Regions from separate parts of the Mus musculus genome. Here all the other regions are linked to region 3. Evidence: chromatin contacts called from public promoter capture Hi-C data. All regions are on one chromosome and are shown on one strand. Each heading gives the region's core, a stretch centred on a gene start, on an enhancer-like site or on the middle of the called end of the contact. The rest is flanking DNA. Distances are from core to core; before and after follow the strand shown. Region 1 holds the start of Scgb1c1 (secretoglobin, family 1C, member 1). Region 2 holds the start of Dpysl4 (dihydropyrimidinase-like 4). Region 3 holds the start of Kndc1 (kinase non-catalytic C-lobe domain (KIND) containing 1).

Region 1 (2,726 bases), core at 58-2,557, 950 kb after region 3:
CCCACAAAGGGAGGCCAAGGGGCCACTTGTTCCACATGGAACCCCAGTGGCAGACAATGTAAAGAGACAGAAGCTGGGCCAGAGAGTCTTTAAAGGAGCAGTCAGTTCTGTGACAGAATTTTGGGGGGATGAAAGGGGGGGTCTCAAAACAGGTGTCCAGGCCAAGCCCCTGGAGATGCTACTTGCAAGAGTCCGTTCTCTTTTTCCATCAGGTGAGCTCTGAAGATCAAACTCAAGTTGCCATGATTGGCCTCAAGCCCCCTGATTCACTAAGCCATCTATGTAGCCCCCAGAACCACAGGTTAAAGATGACCCGAGGTGAGCGCCACTGCACTAAGAGGCTGATCTGCTCTCCTATTGACTGTGGTGACAGACGCTGCACTGTACAATCGGTCCCACATTCATAGACTTATGCACAGAAACAGGTCCCATCACTATAGATTAGTTTCATGCTAACAAAGGTTAGAGAATATTCATTATAGGCAGGAGTCTAAGAAGGCAAGAACCCCAAACACTGGAACAGTTCTTGAAAGGGGCTAGAGCAAGGATCTGGGGGCTATGTCAGGCAGAGCATATGCAAGGCTAAGTATAATCAAAGAAAGGGTAGGGTAATGAAGGCACCATCATGCCCTGCTCAGACATGGGATAATGAGACCCACTCTGACAGGGGGTAGGAGGATTCTGCTTTGCAAAATTCTCAGGCGGATCTGCAACCAGCACCGTGTAAGAAAAACCATCAAGCCGCCAGGTGGCAGTAGAGGATAGGAGAAGGCGAGACCACAGGCAGCTGCAACTCTTCTCAGGCCACCCAACCTCACGGGACACTGCCTCCAAACGTCAGACCTCCTGGTGGTTCAGCATCCTCCACTCTGGGAGGCCCCCACCCCTCTGACCTCATGTTCCCAGGCTCCTCTCCCACCTGCAGCAGTAGGGTGGCCTCAGCCTGAGGACTAGGACAGGCAGCTCATTAAGCACAGGTGGAGGGGGGGGGGGGGGATCCCAACCACAAAGATCTAGACGCATCCCAGAAGCTGTCAGAGCACCGGGGAGGTCACACATGACCTTTGGCACTCCTCCCTGTTAACTAGCACTAAGTTTACCCAGACCAGGATGTATTCCACTTACCCCGACATGTTTGCCAACTGCCCCCTTATGATCCACTCAAGTTTGGCACTTCTTGGCACCTAATGGAGCACAGTGACATGCCTGGCCCAGTTGTCCTGCCAGGTCCTGAGAGGTATGCCCCGCCCCCGGGCAAGGTGCCACCTTCTACAGCATAAAAGCCTGGTATCCCCCAAGCAGTTCTTGTGACTGTCACCATGAAAGGGAGCAGCGCTCTTCTGCTGGTGGCCCTAAGCCTGCTCTGCGTCTGTGGTAAGTCTGGGCCTTGTTTCTAGCACTTTCGGTAGGTAAGGGGCCCCAAGAGGCTGAAATCCTGGGATCAGGTGGGCAATGCCTACCAGTGTCACAGACCCCACCCCCTAAGTGCAGGAAATCTGTTGACACCAGTTCTCTCCCAACCCACCCTGACCTAACACTAACTAACCACCGAGGCCAATGCCGCCCACCCTGGAGCAATCCGGTTTGACCTGACCCTCTGGATCCAGTTAGCCCAGGGGAAGAACTCCCCCTTCTCTTCCCTGGTGAGGTCAGGAAGTCAGGGGGGAAACCACAGCAGCTCCCACTAGTGGTGATGGGGAAGGGATCTGCAGGTTGACCTGGGAGTGCTAGAAAGACAAGGACAGGAGATCAAGTCCCTCCCTCGGCATTGTATCCCCTTTGCAACACAGGGCTGACTAGAGCAGAGGATGACAATGAGTTTTTCATGGAATTCCTGCAAACACTCCTGGTGGGGACCCCGGAAGAACTCTACGAAGGGCCCCTGGGCAAGTACAATGTCAATGACATGGCCAAGTCAGCGCTGAGCGAGCTCAAGTCCTGCATCGATGAACTACAGCCTGTGCATAAGGAGCAACTGGTCAAGCTGCTGGTAATCGGGCTGGGACTCCCATCCCCGAATGTTTGCAGTTCTTCCGAGACCCTCCTGGTGCTGGATCACCAGTCCTCCCCGATCCCCAGATCTCCATCAGCCAGCAGAGATGGAGACCTCGCAGAGAAGTTTCCAAAGTCTCTTAGAACTGCTTCCCCCACCCCAAAAGAACTACATCCCACCTAGGCAGTACATGTGCACACAGCCCCTCCCCAGGGTGCTAGGAGAGGTGGGTCACCATGCTCAGGAGTCTGTCTCCTCCACTGGTGTGCACAGCACTGTCTGCCGCTGGGACTGGGGGATCCGGTTGTTGGTTACCAGGTCTCCTGGTCCCCACACATCTCTCTTTCAGGTGCAAGTGCTAGATGCTCAAGAGGACACATAAGCAGACCCGAAACACGGCTTGACTTCCATGAGCGACAGGACCAGCCCTACAGCGACCATGGATGTGCCGCGATCACTGCTTCTTCACGAATAAATTCACCCTCGAACTGTTAAATCAATAAAGCCTACTGCAGCCCATGTGCTGGCTTCTCTCTCTCCCTGCAACACAGGGACACACAAAAAGTCCTATCAGAGGCACCCTGAGAGATAAACCAAAAGATGCAAACTCATAATGCAAGGTCACTTTCCGGAAGCAATGTGTGAGGTCGGCCTCGGGAAACCACGTGAACACAGGGAGCTATCTAGGAAGGATGGGGATAAAAGGAGCCTAACACAGAAAGGCAGGCTGGCA
Region 2 (2,750 bases), core at 2-2,501, 810 kb before region 3:
GATGCTGCCACAGCACTTGGAGTAGACACCAGCTTCACAGCTCTTGCCCTGCCTTCTGGGAGTGGGGTGGAAGTTGTGTCCTGAGGGCAAGTCGCCAGGGTTCTTCAGGACAGTTGGTGCCTCTGGCCTGGCCCAACGCTTTCAGCACCCTCTGTTTATGGACAGCATCAGTACAGAAAGGCTTATGTGGGCTCCGAGGGGGCCCAAGAGGTTGCAGCACTGCCCCATTCCACATGCAGGCCTCATGCTAGGGGTTGGGGTCACCTGGCTGCAAATATCCTACTCCCACTGTGATAGCCGGCCCTACCCTGCATGTCTGTGAAGCCTCTGGCTGGGCTTAAGCTTGGTGTTTTCTTCTGCTGTGCGGAGGATGTCTTGGAAAATAAGAGCTATCGATGGATGCACCACCCGACAGCCTGAAGAAGTCCTCAGGTTGGTGAGCTACACCAGGAACCACAGGGCCCCCAAAGAGCCAGGCAGAGATGATCCAGCCAACGCAACCTGTCCCTGGGGCCTGCCCAATGTGGCCCCAGTCTGCAGGCCTCAGCAGGTAAAGGAAGTAGGACTCAGGTTTGGGGCAGGAAGCTTGGCTAGCTATCGGTCCTGGTCCCACCTGGATTTCTCTACAGAGTCTCCTCTTCGGTCTTCCCTGGCAGTGTCCAGTCCAGCCCTTTCATCTTTGTCTTGGTTGTTTCTCTCTGCCACTTCAATGACTACCCACCTCCTACCTTAGACTGGTGTGACCTGCCAAGGAACAGTTTGGCCTAGGCATCACCACTCCCTAGTCCCGCGGTCACACCAGGCTAGGGGATTGCGCTCCAACCCGGAACCATTCCTTGAATATGTATGGATTCTGCTAGAGATGCTAGGCTAGATTTTGGCTCCTCCACCTAGATGTGAGAATTAGTTTTGAACCCTGGAGCCTAGGATGCCTCGGGCCACCACAGAACAAGGCTAGGTGCGGCCAGGCTGGCCAGGTAACTCTTCTCCTGTCATTCCCTGATTGCAAACTTCATAAGTGATGGTCCTGACAGGTCGTAAGTCATCCTTCTCTACTCCGCACAGGTGGACCGGGGTGCAGTGGTCCCAGCCTGTGGCCTCCAGGATGCTCTTGGGGAAGGGAGGGAGAGAGGGAAGGAAAAGAAAAGGAAAAGGGAAAGATTTCCAAGCAAACCAGCACAAACGGGAGCAAGGGGGAGGGGCCCGGATGCAAATGACGGTCGGTGGGCGGGGCCTGGATGCAAATAAGCTAATCGGAGCCCAGAGCCGGGCTAGCTCACACTCGGACTTCCTAAGCTCCGCGCGTGTCCTCGTCGGTACGTCCACGCCCGCGCAGCCCCTACCGAGGACACTCAGCCCGCCCGTGTATCAGGATGTCCTTCCAAGGCAAGAAGAGCATTCCCCGGATAACGGTGAGTCGGGCCCCCGCCCTCGCTGCGTCTGCGCCCCTTGCCCACGGCGGGAGTGGCTTGGCTTGCACGCTCAACGGACGACCCTCCCGGCCCTGTCCGTGAGTCCCACACCTGCTCCAGTCCCCAGCCCAGCGCCACCTTTTCTGCCCTCTCCTTCGCGCGCCGCCAGCAGCGGAGAGAGCTCTCCAGGCCGCGCGGAACCCTTTGCGCAGTCGGCGCACAGGCCCGCGGCCCCGCCAGCTCTCCGGAATCCGGTGATCCGCTTGGAGAGGCCGGGTACGCGAGCGGCCTGCTAGCCGGAGCATAGGTGGCCGGCCTCCTGCTGGGTCTAGCGTGTGGCGGATGGGGTTCAAGTGGACATTGCCTGGAGCTCTGTCTCCAGGACGCCCGGCGGACACAGCCTTTGTTGGCCCCGGGGCCTCAAGGCACTCGGACGTCCGAAGCTGCTCCCAGAGCAGCCCGTGGCCGTCTACCCCCTGGGCGCGCCGCTTTCGTGTCTCTAGCGCTTTGTCCGAGACAAAGCGATTTAGCCCTGGCTAGTAGATCTGATGTCCCTGGAGGCCCCGAGCCCCTGCACGAAGCCGGGTTCGGAGACTCCACGGAGAGGTGAGTACTAACTGACCACTGAAACCAACATCCCTACAGAGCCCCCTTTCAGAACAGACCTCCTCAATACAGACACGCAGAAAGTGAGAGGTCAGTGTGTCCACCCTGCCGGCCAGGAAACAAAGCCTTCCCAATGGGGCTGCTGGAAGCCTCGGGGGAAGGGAAAGGGAGCTGGGATCAGCTGGACCAGGTCGCGGGCTCCGGGAGGTCTTTAAAAAGCTCTAGACTTGTTCTCATCATAAGAGCTCTGGAGTCTAATCAGGCTGTTGGAGAGGTCAGCTCCCTAGCCTTCTACGGGGAGTCCTCTTCTCCTATTAGAGGAACCAAAAGTAGTTCCTGCCTTTTGGCTGCCTACTGTTCCTAGGGGTCCAGGCCTGAGGGAAAAGTCCCACCAGCTAGCTGGCAGTGAGTAGAGATGGAGGTAGCAGTCTCCTGCCTAGTCAAGCAGTGTTCATGAAAAGAGAGAGGGCTCACTGGAATTCCCATTCATCTAGATAGTGTATATCACAGTATTGCTTGCTCCCCCAAATCCGGGGAACCCCAGAGTGCAAATTCTGGTGCCTGAAAATAGGAGTCTAAATAAGGACCCCCAGAACTCAAGATTTCTGGCTCAGAGATTCCTCCTAAGGGCTGAGTTATCCTAGATTTTTCTGATAATGGCTAGGCAGAGAGGGGAAGAGGAGGGGTGTGGTCCTGAGTACCAGCCCCACGAAGTGGGTGGCTGTGGTAGGC
Region 3 (2,793 bases), core at 48-2,547:
GAGCACCTTTTGTAGGGAGCACAGACTGGGATAAGAGCGTGGCTGGAGGAGCACAAGCTGAGGGCATCACAGCCTACAGAGGAGGATAAACTAAGGGAGCACGGGCTGGAGGGAGTGGATTGAAGAACAGGCTGGGGAGCACAGGCTGGGTGGAGGACAGGCTGGGTGGAAGACAGGCTGGAAGTGTACAGGCTGGGTGGAGGACAGGCTGGGGAGCACAAGCTGGGCAGAGGACAGCCTGGGAGTGTACAGGCTGAGTGGAGGACAGGCTGGGGAGCACAGGGTGGGTGGAGGACAGGCTGGGGAGCACACAACAAGGAGAGGATAGGCTGGAAGTGTACAGGCTGGGTAGAGAACAGGTTGGGGAGCACAGACCAGGGGAAGACAGACTGGGGAGCACAGACCAGGGGGAGGACAGGCTGGGGAGCACAGACCAGGGAGAGGACAGGCTGGAAGTGTATAGGCTGGGTGGAGAACAGGTTAGGAGAGCACAGACCAGGGCAGCACATGGAGGAAAAGGTGGCTGAGAAGCATCAAAGCTTGAACAAAGGAAGGAGTCAGCTTGGCCCAAAGCAGCGGACTGAGGCACAGGGCTCAGCCATCTATCTAGAGCCCGGAGACAGGTTGCAGCTAAAGCCCGGGAGTCCAAACAGTGTCTGCTGGTCACATCTGCCCCCTTCTGACCCAAAACAGTGTTGGAGGAGTGAGCAGACCTGTGAGATGTCTGTTCTCCAACTCAAGTTTCCAGTACCTTCCATCACCTACCCTGGCTGCAAGCTCTTGAATAGCTAATAATTGGAAGCCCTAAGGGCAGGCTGTTGAGAATTAGCATCCCTAACTGCGTTGTATCCTTGGACTCTGCATGACCAGTTACAAACCCACCCTCCTTCACTCAAGGAGCGCATAGCAGAGTGTCTACTATTATGTCTGATCAGTCTAGGCTCTAGGGATAGAGCCAGCAATGCCAGGAGCCGATCTGACCTACAGTGTGCTTCAGGAGCTGTGGTCCATAGTTCTGCCAGCTAAGGTTGTAAAGACTGTCAGAAACAAAAACACTAGCCTGTGGAAGGGGTTCTATGTCTGTCCTTTGCCAAGTTTGGGAGAGCCATGTAGTCCTTTGCTGTGCTTGTGGTGAATGAACTCTGATTCTCTGCCCATCACTGGACCCAGCCAAGGAAAAGACTCCAGGAGCTAAAGAACCCAGTACCTGCCCCAGTCCGTGGCTGCCACTGGAGGTGACTGCAGCAACCCCGCCCCTGGGTTGGGTGGGGCGGGAACTGCGAAAGTCCTGAGGACCAGTGTGATCTAGGTGGGCTCAGCCTTGGTACCCTCAGTCTAGGTAGGTGCAGACCCCTAGGATGGCCGCTGCGCGGAGTGGCTCCGCCCCGAACTGTCACAGACAGCGCAGGCAGGCGCAGGGTGCACCCCGGAGGCTGACGTAGTTGAAGACATCTGCGGAGCCCAAACTCGGCCCCGGCCCGCCAGTGACCACGGCCCTCAGGGAGCCACCCCCGGCCCCGCCCCAGGCGTCCCCGCGCCACCGTTTGGCGACACTGCGGCAGGCAGCGGGCGCGTTGCCATGGCGGCCGGGCGCGCGTAGCTGGCGGTGCCCAGCTCAGCCCGGCAGGCTCAGAGGCGGCAGCCAGCTTGGACCGGGATCTGCCCGGGAAAGGACCCGCCAGAGAGGGGATCTGACCCAGAGAAAACCTGCTGGGGAGGGGATCCCAGACCGGAGCTCTGTCCAGGGCCAGAGTTGCAACCTGCGCGCAGGCCCTGCTGAGCGCCAAGATGCAGGCCATGGACCCAGCCTCCCGGGGCTTCTACGAGGAAGATGGCAAGGACTTGGACTTCTACGACTTCGAGCCGCTCCCCACCCTGCCGGAGGATGAGGTGAGCCCGTCCCAGAAGCCCACCTGCTCCAGAAAAGGGGTGGGGAAAAGAAGTGGGTGGAACACAGCTCTTCTGCTGCATAGATTCTGGCCCCTCATAGTAGCAACTGCTAGGGGATCCTGTCCTCAGCCCCACCCGCCACAGAACAGCTGGAATGCTATATGGGACAGCAATGGGACTGTCCCTGTAAAGTTGGCTACTGGAGGAATGGGCTCTTGGTTTTAATCCTTGAACAGAATTGGGGGGGGGAGGGTGAAGATTCTGGCAGGTAGGGACAATAGGGACACACCTGACCTCCACAGCTGGCCAGGTGTTGAAGCAGATGAGCTTAGGAATGGCCAGTGAGACCCCTTCCCATCATTGAGGGTTCTTCCTTCTCTGGAAAAACCTTCCTCCCCCAAGTTCCCTGAGAGCCTCTAGTACAGAGTGGCTGGAGCTACACAGAGCCCCTCTTGGTTGGAGAAGCGAGGGACCCCTTCCCTAAGCCCCCAAACAATGGTCATGCACAAACTCCATGTTTTGAAAAAGCATGGCAAGCAGCCCCCCCCAAAAAAATGCTCCCGGGGGTATCTTGAGCTCCCTCAAGAATACAGGACCTTTGAGGAGCTCCTCCAAACCAGGCTCTGGAGTCCCTGTAAAGAATACACCATTCTTTAGTCCCTGAAATACCCTGGTGCTAGAGACCCTCCACCAGCCTTTGCAGCTGGTCTGGCCAGCAGATGAGTGAAAGTTAGCCAGAATCCTCCTGAAGCATAAGCCTGTGTGGTCTGCAGCACCAGGCCCTGGCAGCTCTTCCCTTCCTTTTCCCTAAAAGAGTGGGCTCTGAAAGCATTTTTAAAAAATTGCTCCTGCCTGTCCCACCTCCAGGGCCCTCTGAGTAGTGCTGGGGTTGGTGCTGCCCCC

What was found. Promoter capture Hi-C pulls out the DNA fragments that hold promoters and counts their contacts.
Region 1: a contact with region 3 is called in a promoter capture Hi-C map of embryonic stem cells, with 3 times the contacts expected there. The contact joins the promoter of Scgb1c1 here to the promoter of Kndc1 in region 3. A contact is called at or near these places in 5 of 39 promoter capture datasets (cranial neural crest, embryonic stem cells and maxillary cranial neural crest), 2 of 115 datasets of contacts at active chromatin or transcription factors (embryonic forebrain and embryonic stem cells) and 1 of 9 other capture datasets (liver).
Region 2: a promoter capture Hi-C map of liver shows a contact between it and region 3, with 4 times the contacts expected there. The contact joins the promoter of Dpysl4 here to the promoter of Kndc1 in region 3. A contact is called at or near these places in 5 of 39 promoter capture datasets (the 3T3-L1 cell line, the HPC-7 cell line, embryonic stem cells and 2 more), 2 of 484 Hi-C or Micro-C datasets (brain and embryonic stem cells) and 2 of 115 datasets of contacts at active chromatin or transcription factors (embryonic stem cells and stem cell-derived neural progenitor cells).

What each region holds. Positions count from the first base shown.
Region 1 is chr7:140,844,258-140,846,983 of GRCm38.p6, forward strand. It overlaps Scgb1c1 (secretoglobin, family 1C, member 1), which reads left to right and starts at 1,308. Exons shown (of 3, transcript NM_001099742.1): 1 at 1,308-1,374; 2 at 1,791-1,990; 3 at 2,343-2,512. The coding sequence starts at 1,320. The coding sequence ends at 2,375. It overlaps C330022C24Rik (RIKEN cDNA C330022C24 gene), which reads right to left and starts at 1,432. Exons shown (of 4, transcript NR_045717.1): 1 at 1,126-1,432.
Region 2 is chr7:139,084,750-139,087,499 of GRCm38.p6, forward strand. Dpysl4 (dihydropyrimidinase-like 4) reads left to right here and starts at 1,252. Exons shown (of 14, transcript NM_011993.4): 1 at 1,252-1,412. The coding sequence starts at 1,374.
Region 3 is chr7:139,893,399-139,896,191 of GRCm38.p6, forward strand. Kndc1 (kinase non-catalytic C-lobe domain (KIND) containing 1) reads left to right here and starts at 1,298. Exons shown (of 31, transcript NM_177261.4): 1 at 1,298-1,890. The coding sequence starts at 1,789.